2 separate regions of the Pan troglodytes genome follow, and region 2 is linked to region 1. Evidence: chromatin contacts called from public HiChIP or PLAC-seq data. All regions are on one chromosome and are shown on one strand. The core of a region is the stretch at or near the end of the contact, and the rest is flanking DNA. Distances in the headings are between cores, read along the strand shown.

The links. HiChIP or PLAC-seq counts read pairs in DNA pulled down with a chosen protein or histone mark.
Region 2: an H3K4me3 HiChIP or PLAC-seq map of stem cell-derived excitatory neurons shows a contact between it and region 1, with 7 times the contacts expected there. The contact joins the promoter of PPM1J here to the promoter of SLC16A1 in region 1. A contact is called at or near these places in 2 of 7 Hi-C or Micro-C datasets (induced pluripotent stem cells and stem cell-derived neural progenitor cells) and 1 of 1 datasets of contacts at active chromatin or transcription factors (stem cell-derived excitatory neurons).

Annotation. Positions count from the first base shown.
Region 1 is chr1:118,240,219-118,246,478 of NHGRI_mPanTro3-v2.0_pri, forward strand. SLC16A1 (solute carrier family 16 member 1) reads left to right here and starts at 4,243. Exons shown (of 5, transcript NM_001280273.1): 1 at 4,243-4,566. LOC104002302 (a long non-coding RNA gene) reads right to left here and starts at 4,035. Exons shown (of 6, transcript XR_010159082.1): 1 at 3,645-4,035; 2 at 55-153.
Region 2 is chr1:118,475,578-118,481,580 of NHGRI_mPanTro3-v2.0_pri, forward strand. It overlaps PPM1J (protein phosphatase, Mg2+/Mn2+ dependent 1J), which reads left to right and starts at 1,469. Exons shown (of 10, transcript XM_009429244.4): 1 at 1,469-1,828; 2 at 3,192-3,306; 3 at 3,768-4,055; 4 at 4,342-4,454; 5 at 4,744-4,828; 6 at 5,414-5,532; 7 at 5,727-5,790; 8 at 5,947-6,003. The coding sequence starts at 1,503.

The DNA.
Region 1 (6,260 bases), core at 2,993-5,492:
GTTTGCATTTGCATTTCTTATTGCATCACTAACTTCCGAAGTTACAACTCTTACCTTGAAATCTTCCCAAGATTTGCTCACTTAACCAGCTTGCAAACAACAGTCCGGCATTTTCCTGAGGCAGATTACCATAGCAGCATCCAGTCTATCAACCTTTAAAACAGAAAGTGAATCCTAAGAATTTTGTGATAAAGCTAAAAGCCAGTAGAGAGTACCAGGCCTTCTCTGGTTCTGATGTAATGATTCTGAAAGACCCCCATGACAAAATATTTTATCTTAAAGGTTGTACTTGTTCTTTATACTTAAAGAAACTGGAGTTTCTGATCATGCCAATCATTAGATGGGAGGCCTCAGACAAGTCTTTTAGCATCCCTGGGCCTTAATTTCCATTTCTGTAAAAAGTCAGGAGTGCCTTAGATGATCTCCAATTTCCTCTCCACTCTGATTTCTCATCCTATGCTCCCTAGTTCATTTCTTCAATGTCGTGTGCCTCAAATCAGGAAAAAAACCTGGCAGAAGAGCAAGGATTTTACCTGTATTATTTTATTATTTTCACCAGCTCACCCACCCACCGTGTTTCTATTTTTCCAGGTAAGAGCCTTGTAGTTGCTTTTAATTTTTCCCTTTTATGTACTTTAGACAAATTATGACATTAATTCATAAATACAGAACACTTTCCAAGTTTTACCAATTACTTCTGCAGATACTATCTCATTTGATTAACACAACAGTTCAGGCTAGTAGGTATTATTTTTAATTTATCTGGCGAGGAAACTAAAGCCCAGGGAAGTTCAGTGAATTAATTGCCCAGAATAACACAGATAGCAGTTATGGGACCAGATCTTTTTTTTTTTTTTTTCTTTTTGCACTCTGTCACCCAGGCTGGAGTGCAGTGGCACCATCTCGGCTTACTGCAACCTCTGCCTCCTGGGTTCAAGCGATTCTCCAACCTCAGCCTCCTGAGTAGCTGGGATTACAGGTGCATGCCACCACGCCAGGCTAATTTTTGTATTTTTAGTAGAGACGGGGTTTCACCATGTTGGTCAGGCTGGTCTCGAACTCCTGACCCCGTGATCCGCCCGCCACAGCCTCCCAAAGTGCTGGGATTACAGGCATGAGCCACTGCCCCTGGCCTATTTATTTATTTATTTACTTATTTAGATGGAGTTTTGGTCTTGTTGACCAGGCTGGAGTGCAATGGCGTGATTTCAGCTCACCACAACCTCCACCTCCCAGGATTATAGGCATGCGCCACCACGCCTGGCTAATTTTGTATTTTCAGTAGAGACAGGGTTTCTCCATGTTGCTCAGGCTGGTCTCAAACTCCTGACCTCAGGTGTTCTGCCTGCCTTAGCCTACCAAAGTTCTGGGATTACAGGCGTGAGCCACCGTGCCCGGCCTAGGCCTATTTTTTTTTTTTGCATTTTTTAGTAGAGACAGGGTTTGGCCATGTTGGCCAGGCTGATCTTGAACTCCTGACCTCAGGTGATCCACCCACCTCAGCCTCCCAGAGTGCTGAGATTACAGGCGTGAACCACCGTGCCCGGCCGGGACCAGGTCTTCTGATTCCAAAGTCTTCACAACACTAAAATCTATTAAAGCAGATCCAGGTTTTGTAGGGCCTGAGGTGTCTATAATTTTGATGACTGTCTATCTTCAAGGATAGGAGTACAAAACTGCAATACAACACAAAGTATGATCCTGTTGAACATACTGTTAGGGCCCCTCTCAGAGCCTCCTTAGGGTCTATTCAAGGGAAGGGCATCTAGGGTTAATCTTTAGGGTTAGGTCTCATTAATGTTTTCTATATGCTAGACACTGCAAAATAAATACTAATTTTTTTTTTTTTGAGACGGAGTCTCACTCTGTTGCCTAGGCTGGACAGGCTGGAGTGCAGTGGCACCATCTCGGCTCACTGCAACCTCCACCTCCCAGGTTCAAGTGATTCTTCTGCCTCAGCCTCCCAAGTAGCTGGGACTACAGGCACATGCTACCACACCTGGCTACTTTTTGTATTTTTAGTAGAGACAGGGTTTCACCACATTAGCCAGGCTGGTCTTGAACTCCTGACCTCGTGCTCCACCCGCCTCGGCACCCCAAAGTGCTGGGATTACAGGCATGAGCCACTGCACCCGGACCTTTTTTTTTTTTTTTTTTTTTTTTGAGACGGAATCTCACTCTATTGCCCAGGCTGGAGTGCAATGATGAGATCTTGGCTCACTGCAATCTCTGCCTCACGGGTTCAAACAATTCTCCTGTCTCAACTTCCTGAGTAGCTGGTACTATGCACTACGCATGGCTAATTTTTGTATTTTTAGTATTGGCAGGGTTTCACCATGTTGGCCAGGCTAGTCTCAAAATCCTGGCCTCAAGTGATCCTCCCACCTCGGCCTCCCAAAGTGCTGGGATTACAGGCTTGAGCCACCACGCCGGCCTGAAATAAATACTAGTTTTATTATCATAATAACCCTGAGGTAGGTATTATCCTTGTTTTACAGAGTTGGGAGTGAGGCTTGGAAAGGTAAAATGACTTGCCTGAGGACACAGAGCTGGTAAGTGCAAGAATCAAATTTGGAACTCAACAGATCTGGCTCTCAGGTCTATAGTGTGAATCTACCACCCTATGGGGCTCTATAAGCCTTCTTTTGAGGTTTCCTGGGATTCATCTTATTTAACCACTTCTCACTACATTCCATAGAACAGGCCCTTATATATTTACTTCTGAACCAGACTGAGGATCCTGTCTCTCTAACTTAATTCTCCTTACCATCTACCTGAATGCTGCTGCCACCCTAGCACTGCTCTTATAAGTCCTAGCTGCCCCAATGACCCGAAATGCCTTCCCTTTCTCCGTGTTTATCAAATGTAAAAAGCAATTACTGTATTACTCACTAGTAGTACTTGGCCGTGGATGCCATACTGTCTTCTAATATACTGAACTGTTATTGGAAAGCACATGGGACCTCTCAGGACCTGATCCTCCAATCTCTACTCTTCTTCAATCTCAGGTTCTTCATTTGCAAAACAGAAACCATAAGGCCTACCTCCCAGGGTTGCTGTGAGAATTGAGGGGGAGGGTAAGTGAGGGGGTGAGTCCTGGAAGGGAGGAAGACACGAGGGGAAGGGCAGGGTCCTGGCAAGCAGCAAGTGCTCAACAGATGTTGGTTAATTTGTGCCTAAGTCTCCCCCAAAAACTTGCAAGCTCTTTGAAGGCAGGGGCCTTGCCTCATATTTTTCGGTATTTCTCAAAAGTCCTAGACATCAAAAACACCCCATGGTTATTTGATCACTTCAACACACACACGTTGGTTATGCGGTCACAGCGGCTATTATGTTAAAAACAGGCTCTGGAGTGTGACTTCAAATGCTGGCCGCTGACAAGCTGGACCGTCTGGAAAGTTACTTCACCTCTCTGAGCCTCGGGTGCCTTATTTACAAAATGTTCATGGCAGTGCCCACTTCACAGGGCTGAGGATTACAGAGGATAATCCGGGTGAGGCGCATCAGCCCCAGCGCCGCCTGCCACAATTCTATCCGGCCCCACATATGCATCGTCCATAAGCGTCCGGCCCCTGCATTCTCGCTTTTCCACGTGGCCGAGGTGCACACCCCAACCCACTGGGCCAGTCTCCCCACCCTCTTACCTGCTCTTCTTTCCCGACTCGTCTTTAATACCCACCAGGAGCCAATCGCCGCGGGCCTGGCTCTATGGTGGCAAGTTGCATGGGTTCTCCCATCAGGACCTCCCGATGAGCCTACGAGGTCGGTTCTACTACTGTCGCCACTTCAAAGGGAGGAAACAGGCCCGGAGGGTTGGGGAACTTCCCGAGGTCACTGAACTGGTGTCAGGCCCGGATTGGAATCCAAACACATCCCAGCCCATGCCCGGCTCTACAGCGCCGGCCCCCAGCGTCTTCCCGGGTGCCAGCGGCACCCGCATCCATTCAAATGCTGCCCAGTCCCCGCTCCTCAGTCGCTTCCCGCTACTCCACACGCGCATCTCCCCCACCCGTCAGGGTCAGGCCTCTTGGTGACTTTTCCTTTTTCTCTGGCAGAAACTGAGGGGTGAGACCGATGGTTGTGTCCCGAACGAGGGCAGATTGCCTAGAGCTCGTCAGACAGGGACCCAAGGGCGAGTCTGGCAGGGTGTGGTAGCTCCGCGCCGCTCAGAAGAGGCGCAGCGCGCGGGTCGGACTGGGACGCCGGTCACGTGGCGGGGAGGGGGCGCCGGCGCGCGCGGGCGAGCTAGAGGGCGCGCGCGGCTGAAAGCGTGTGGAGGCGCGGGCTGCAGTTCGGATGTCTGTGTGGCGGGGAGGGGGCGGCGGCCGGGAGAGACGACTCCGCCCCCTGCGCGCATGCTCGGGCCCCGGCGGGTTATAAGGCAGCCTCGCTGGCCCGGCCAGACAAAGTGGTGAGCTGCGACGTGACTGGCTAGCTGCGTGGATACTGGAACAAGCAAACGAGGCAGCGAGCGAAGGACGGGAGCCGGACCCTGGGCCCCGTGGAACTCCAGCCTGCGCCACCACCTCACGCACACGCTCGGCGCTGCGATCCGCGCATATAACGGTTAGTTGGGTAACAGCCGGCGGCACGCGGCGCGGACCCCACGGTGCCCTCGCTGCCCTGGTGGGGTCGGAGGGGACCTCCGGGATTGGGAGACTTTGTCTCCGGCGGAGGGAGGCGGCCCAGCAGAGGGCATCGTGGTCACAGGCAGCCGCGTGGCCTCGGACTGCAGTGCTGGTGAAGGAGACCTTGAGGCGCTGGGGTCAGCGCCTCTCTTAGCCGAGCCGCGGGCCCCGTGCTAAGATGCCGGTGCCTGGCCTGGCCGAGGAGTTGGGTCGTGGTGCCCGGTGACGGTAGGGAAGTCCCTTCCCCTCTAAGTCTTCAATAGGCTCCTCGAGAGATGCTTTGATCTGGAAAAGGGATAACATGAGGCTGCTGCATGTGGTACTCCAGACTCTCCTGGCCGCTTCTGCCCCAAGGGAAGGGACTCGGGGCAGAAGTTATTTATGATTCGTGACATTGTCCGCCCCAACCTTCTTGGCCCGCCGATCCTTGCCCCACCTGGTGACTTGGGAGAGTGATGCGGAGAGCCGCATTCCCCACAGCCAAGGCGTGAATGCAGGGTTCGAGTAGACTTTGCGGAGGGGACGGGGCAGCCCGCAGACTCCTGGGAGTGGTGCTGACGGGGCTCTTTGTCATTCAACCTGTGGCTGCCAGCGTCCGCCGCAGCGCTCTTCTACTCATGGACTTAAGGCGGCCCTGTTGAGAGAAATCTGGAGGATAGCGTTACACTTGGTCCGATGCAAGTTTTTTGTTCCAAGTACGTCTTTTTTTTTTTTCCAGCATGCGTTTTAACATTTTATTACTTTGTCATGACATATTTGATGGAACAAGCAGTTGCCAAAACTAGTTTGTAATTAATCTAAACCAGGAGACAAACTTGTTACTACTTTAGTCTTTCCTTGGGTTTCCAGTGGCTGATTAGAAACTGGGCTGCTACTGATAACAGTAAAATGTTTACACGCTACTTTATTTACTGTAACTTACTATAACTTGTTTTGAATTTTTTTTTCAAAAATTACTCTGGTTTCAACAATTTTTTTATCCCAACCACCAGCCCAGTGAGGTGATGCAAAGACTATGTATCTTCAGTTTTTTAGTTAGGTGTTAAATAGTACCCATAAATTCAAGTCTTACACCCTGGGGCACGACTTTGCCTTCAGATTGCCATAGAAATGACCAACAATTCAAGATATTTAGCACTTAAAACACGTGGTAAGATTTATTATTTACACAGAAGTTGAATATATTTCAGTAATTCATTTTGAGCTTAGGTAGATGCTGTTGTTTCATCAGATTGCAGTTACCATTGTTAAATATGCAAGTTAATGATCTGAGGAGCATTTTGTAAGATTTTTATAGCTGAATAGATTTGAAGGTTTAGTTGTAAGCTTAACGGGATATACTGTAATGTCCTTAAACAGATTAAAAAGGAAAAAAGTCATATCACTATAGGATGAAAGCAAATGATTAGCGTTTCACTAGTTTACATGTTTTAGCCTTTAAATATTAGGGCATATATTAGCCCTGGAAAGGATCCTAATGACCAGCTGATCAGGATCCCTTGTTTTACACATAAGGAAACTGGGGCTGGAGGGATTAAGTGATCTAACATCTTAGGTCTGAAAACTTGTTATGGTTTGGTGGGAACTATGTGTGTCTTTGGACTCATTTTTGTTAGATTGGCACTCCTGATT
Region 2 (6,003 bases), core at 219-2,718, 230 kb after region 1:
AAAGTGGTATGTGGTCAGGAAGCACCTGGCCGACAGAGCCCAGAAAAGTTCCAGCCGTGAACTGGGTGCCGTAGTCCCTGATGGCTACCTCCAACTTGCTTGAGGGCCACAACGGCCTTGTCCCCATTTGAGATGTGTGGATGGGTGGTGTCTGTGGATACCTAGCGATCAACTTTCTGATAGGAGGTTTAGAGACAGAGCTCTTGTGGCATCAGGTCAGTACCACCCTCTCCCAGAGGGGAGAAGTTAGGAAGAACGGGCAGCCAACCAGGCATTGGGCTCTGTCCTGGTCTTCCAGTGAGTGAGCTTTTACTCTTCTTAGGCAAGGGCTTAGCCTGGCCTCTGTCTCTCCCTGGCGGTAGACACAGAACTTGCTCAGCATTCCCGGACTGCTCTCAGCCCTGGCCCTAAGAGAAGGATGGGAGGGGAGGAACCCCCACTCCTCTCTCTGCCATTGATCTCCTTTCTAGCCCTTCCTCCCTGATCCGGAGAAGTAAGCTTGGTTCTTAAGACAGAGCAGGTTTGAATGTCAGGAGGCCGACATAGGTGTGAATCTTTCACTTGACCGTGTGACCTCTTGGGGCAAGTCACGGTAAAATGACAGGAAGCGTCCAGTCCTGCCTCATCCGTGAAACTGATAGAAAAAAAACCATCTTGAAGGATTGGTGTGCAGTATAAATAACCTAATACTGTATGGAACGTGCTTTGTAAAGGGTCTAGTATGCAGTACTTCTTCAATAAATAGTATTTGTTATGTTGTTATTATCCTATTAATAGCTTGTCCTGCTGTGGTCAGGGAAGGTCTACATTGTGGGAAAGACCTGGGTTCTGAGAGAGAAAGGAGGGTGGGAGTAGCAACCGCTCTACCAGATCTAGAGGTGGTCTTCATGGGGAACAGCGCATCAGGAGCCCAGGAATCTACCCCGGCTCCTGATTCCGGGGTGGTCGGCTGCAGCCTGCGTCATTAATCCCGCAACCCCACCCGGTACCAGCTCGCCCGCTCTCGCTCCAGCAGCCCCATCCAGAGGTGGTGTCACACCTGGCGCCTCATACCCAGCGGCTCCCAAGCGCCTGTTTTGCTCTGAGGTCATTAGCTCCATTGGCTCTCTGGGCTGGCTGGCCACACCGAACCGAGAGCGAGGAGACCGCACCCCCTTGTCCCTCAGCCCCCGTCACAATGGAGACATTCTAGCTGTGTCTAATCTAGCGCACGGCTGAAATAAGGTTTCCTTCTCTCCGCCCCCTTCCCACAGCAACAGAACCTACCCCTAAGAAACGGAGGCGGGGCCAAGCCGGAATGGGGCGGGGCAGAGGCCGGGGGCCCGTGGGCCGGTTCCTGGGGTGGCCCAGAGCAAGGGCAAGTTTCGCCCGGGACCCGCCCAGCTGGCCGGGAGCCAGTAGCAGGGAAGGGCCGGCTGGCGCGAGCACCGCCCACGCGGAGCCCTGGGGGCGGGGCCTGGGCGGGGGCGGGGCCGCGGCCGAGGGCGGGGCAGGGAGGCAGCATGCTAAACCGGGTGCGCTCGGCCGTGGCGCACCTGGTGAGCTCCGGGGGCGCTCCGCCTCCGCGCCCCAAATCCCCGGACCTGCCCAACGCCGCCTCGGCGCCGCCCGCCGCCGCTCCAGAAGCGCCCAGGAGCCCTCCCGCGAAGGCTGGGAGCGGGAGCGCGACGCCCGCGAAGGCTGTTGAGGCTCGAGCGAGCTTCTCCAGACCGACCTTTCTGCAGCTGAGCCCCGGGGGGCTGCGACGCGCCGATGACCACGCGGGCCGGGCTGTGCAAAGCCCCCCGGACACGGGCCGCCGCCTGCCCTGGAGCACAGGCTACGCCGAGTGAGCGCCCCCTGGGGCACCCAAACCAGGATAGGGCTCCCACCCCTCTCCCCAGCTCCGCATCCCCGGCGCTAGGACGCGTTCCCCACGCCGCGTCCGGGCCAGGAGCTCCCTTTTCCGTGGACCTTTGCTATCCTCTGGTCTTCGGGCCGCACACCCTCCCAACCCACTTTCCAGTGGGGCGCAGCCTGTGTCACCTTCTTCAGGTCCTTCCCGCTCATTGACTGCCCTCGCCCACGCCGCCTCAGGACCCTGTTCTGCCCCAGAGCCCGGAGGGCGGAGAGCCCCGCGAAGGATGAGTTGGCCAGTTCCCAGTCGCGGCCCGGCAGCTTAAAGGCTAAGGGAAAAGGGGTTTCACGAAGGAGCGGGGTTCTTTTTAATAGGGGACATAGCGGTTGGGAAGACTCGCTCACCCGCTTCCCGGCTCCAGCGCCCCAGTTCCCTGTCCCTCTTACCGTAGTTCCCCTCCCCCTCCACACCCAGAAATAGCCCGCGACACCAGGAGGCCGCCAGCTTCCCCAGGAGCGGGGAGGGGGACGCCCGGGGTAGAGGAGGGTCCCATTTAGATGCCCTTCAGCCTGCCAACTCGTGCTGGCCTGGCAAAGAAGCGGACCCCCTGCCCGGAGCGGCCGGCTGGCCCCCGGGCTGTGTGTATTTTAAATGCATCTGCCGGGAACGCAGAGCACCGAGGGAGATGGGGGCGCTCAGTTCGCTGAGGAAGGTGGCTGGTGGCCCATGGACCCACCACCACCTCCCTTAGCCTCCTGTGTGGGAGGAGTTTATGGGTATGTGGCTCCTGCCCAGTCCAGGTGGGCTTTCACTTCTACTCTATTTCAATTCCTCTTTCCCGATCTGGGCTGGAGAACTTCCTCATTGTTAAGGCAGCAGAAACTTTCGCTGGATGGTTTTAGGATAAGGGTGGGTGTGCCCATGAGGATGAGGTGCTGGGGACAAGGCACTGGGAGAGTTGATAGTGGTTGAGGGTGGGATGTAGGGTCTAGCTAGCAGGGAAGTAAAACTTCTGCTACCATCTAGCCCCTCCCCCAGAAGCACCACTAGGAATGCCTTTTTCTTTTTTCTTTTTTTTTGCCAGGGATGGGGGAAGTGAGGCAGGCAGGGGACATAGCGGTTGGCCAGAAGCTCCTGCTGGCCTTTCTGTGAAGTGGTAGGGCTGGCCACCCAAACAGTACTCCTTACACCTTGCCAGCCCTCCCTTCTCCTCCTCCCTCTGGCCTGGATCCCAGGTGGCTGTGACCTTTCTCAGCTTGGCCAGCGGGCGCAGGAGACGGTGTGTGTCTAAGGTGGGGGTTATTCCAGGACCTGGTCTGGTGTCCAACCTGATGTGGTCATTCTGGCCTGGCAGGGTCATCAATGCTGGCAAGAGTCGGCACAATGAGGACCAGGCTTGCTGTGAAGTGGTGTATGTGGAAGGTCGGAGGAGTGTTACAGGAGTACCTAGGGAGCCTAGCCGAGGCCAGGTAAGACCCATCCCCTTTCCCAGAGACACAGTGACACCTCTCCCCAGGGACTCAGGCCTCTGGTTTTAAATCTGAGCCATGCGGAAGACCTGATGAACTCACTGGCTATCTACCTTCTGGCACAGAACCTTTACCTGGTATTCATCAGTTAGATTCTACCATGTAAGCATGAATGTTACTTTCCCACCTAAAATGTAGAGGCTCACATATTTATGGATGATTTAATTGCCAGTGCTGAGTTTTGGATCTGTTACCCTCTGAGTTTGGGTTTTTGAGCCTTTCTTTTCTCTTGACACATACGAAGCCTTATGTGAATAAACCTAATTTGCCTTCAGTAGCAAACACTGACCTCTCAGATGTTTGTATGGATGCCCAGAGTCTTGTTATTCACCTTGCATAACACACACACACACACACACACACAAACAAACAAAACTCACCTCCAACTTTTCCTCCACCAGGGACTCTGCTTCTACTACTGGGGCCTATTTGATGGGCATGCAGGGGGCGGAGCTGCTGAAATGGCCTCACGGCTCCTGCATCGCCATATCCGAGAGCAGCTAAAGGACCTGGTAGAGATACTTCAGGACCCTTTGCCACCACCCCTCTGCCTCCCAACCACTCCGGGGACCCCAGATTCCTCCGATCCCTCTCACTTGCTTGGCCCTCAGTCCTGCTGGTCTTCACAGAAGGAAGTGACCCACGAGAGCCTGGTAGTGGGGGCCATTGAGAATGCTTTCCAGCTCATGGTGAGTGGGTGACCTGGGCCAAGGGCCTGCTGGGCAACCACTCTGGCCAACTCTGTGTGGAAGCCAGAGGGGGTTACCCTGAGAACCCACAACACCTTTGAGAGCCTGAGCAGAGCTTGGTTCAGAGGGGAGGGAGAAGGGGCAGTTACACCCCAGTCTTCCCTCCTGTCTTCCAGTGTAGCCTGGCTGGGCCAATTGATTTCTACAGGTGGAGGGGGTAGGGGGAGGGTGACTGTGTGCTGGAACCTCTCCTTCTACCCACCTCTGACCCTTCCTTATGTGGCAGGATGAGCAGATGGCCCGGGAGCGGCGTGGCCACCAAGTGGAGGGGGGCTGCTGTGCACTGGTTGTGATCTACCTGCTAGGCAAGGTGTACGTGGCCAATGCAGGCGATAGCAGGTATGAGGGAGGGGGCTCCAAGGTGGCGACAGAGGGCCACACTCTCTGAGTTGGGGGAATACAGGAGAGTAAGGTGGCAGGGGTTAAAAATCAAGATTGGAGGGAGTCAAGAGGGGTGACAGACATAAGGAGTGGCCTGAAATATCCATTGGGTGGGGTCAGGGGCAGATATGGGGGTCTGGGTAAGAGATCTGAAAGGTCATTATGGAGAGGGCCTGGTCTTTCTGGAATTTTTCATGAGTGGGTCTGAAGAGAACCAGGTCCCAATTCCTTTTCTTTCTTTGGGCAGGGCCATCATTGTCCGGAATGGTGAAATCATTCCAATGTCCCGGGAGTTTACCCCGGAGACTGAGCGCCAGCGTCTTCAGCTGCTTGTAAGTAGGAACCAAATTCCCTACCCCCATTCTTTGTCGGGTCTTGTGCCTCCCTGCACCCATGGCCCTGAGAACTCTCACACCCCCACCACAGGCACAGAAAGCACCTTACTGGGAAGGCCACCGTGTGGACTATGGAGTGCGGGGCTGAGCCGGTGGGAGGTTGCAGCAGGGAGGCTGCAGCACTGGGCTGGTCCAGTGCTCCCACTGTGGCCCCAGCTGAGGCAGGAAGTAGAGACTGAGGTGGGGGAAGGGAACAGCAAAGGCCCCTGAAAGGCAGTCCGGCTTAGTGCCTAAACGCATGTGGCTGTGGAGCTGGAAGCCCGGGATGCATCCTGGTCTGAGTGCTTTGCTAATTGTGTGACCGGAGCAGTTCCCTCCCTTAACCTCTCTGTGCATCAATAGTTCCTGCCTTAAGGGCTGTTGTGAGGAGTAAATGAGTTAATATTTGCTAATATTAGAATAACGTGTGGCACATGGTAAACTCTATTTAAGGGTCTGCTGTAGTTAACGTCATCTGTGTACCACCGTGTGCTGTGAGCATAATGCCCCCTGGCTCTCTGTTCTGATCATCCCCAACTCCAGGGCTTCCTGAAACCAGAGCTGCTAGGCAGTGAATTCACCCACCTTGAGTTCCCCCGCAGAGTTCTGCCCAAGGAGCTGGGGCAGAGGATGTTGTACCGGGACCAGAACATGACCGGCTGGTAACACTTCCCTCAGAGCTGGGGCCCGTTCCCATGGCAACACAACCAGTCCCTCGCCCGCAGCAAGGTGGAAGCTGGAGGCTGGGAGTTGGGAGGATGTGGCCCTTCTAAGGGGTTTGTGTGAGGGTATGCAGCTCCTAGGGGAGAGGGGCTTTGATGCCTGGGTGATGCCTCCTCTACTCCCCCCTCCCCAGGGCCTACAAAAAGATCGAGCTGGAGGATCTCAGGTTTCCTCTGGTCTGTGGGGAGGGCAAAAAGGTAAACTCCATGGTAGAGGTGGGAGAGGGCAGGAGGACCTATCACAACTTGTCTAGGGAGGTGGAGGTTCTACCTGAGGGTAGGGGTGGAAGGGATCTTTGGTTTCAGAGAATCTAGCAGAGGACTATAGTGGCACTCCCTCCTCATTTCTTTCAGGCTCGGGTGATGGCCACCATTGGGGTGACCCGAGGCTTGGGAGACCACAACCTTAAG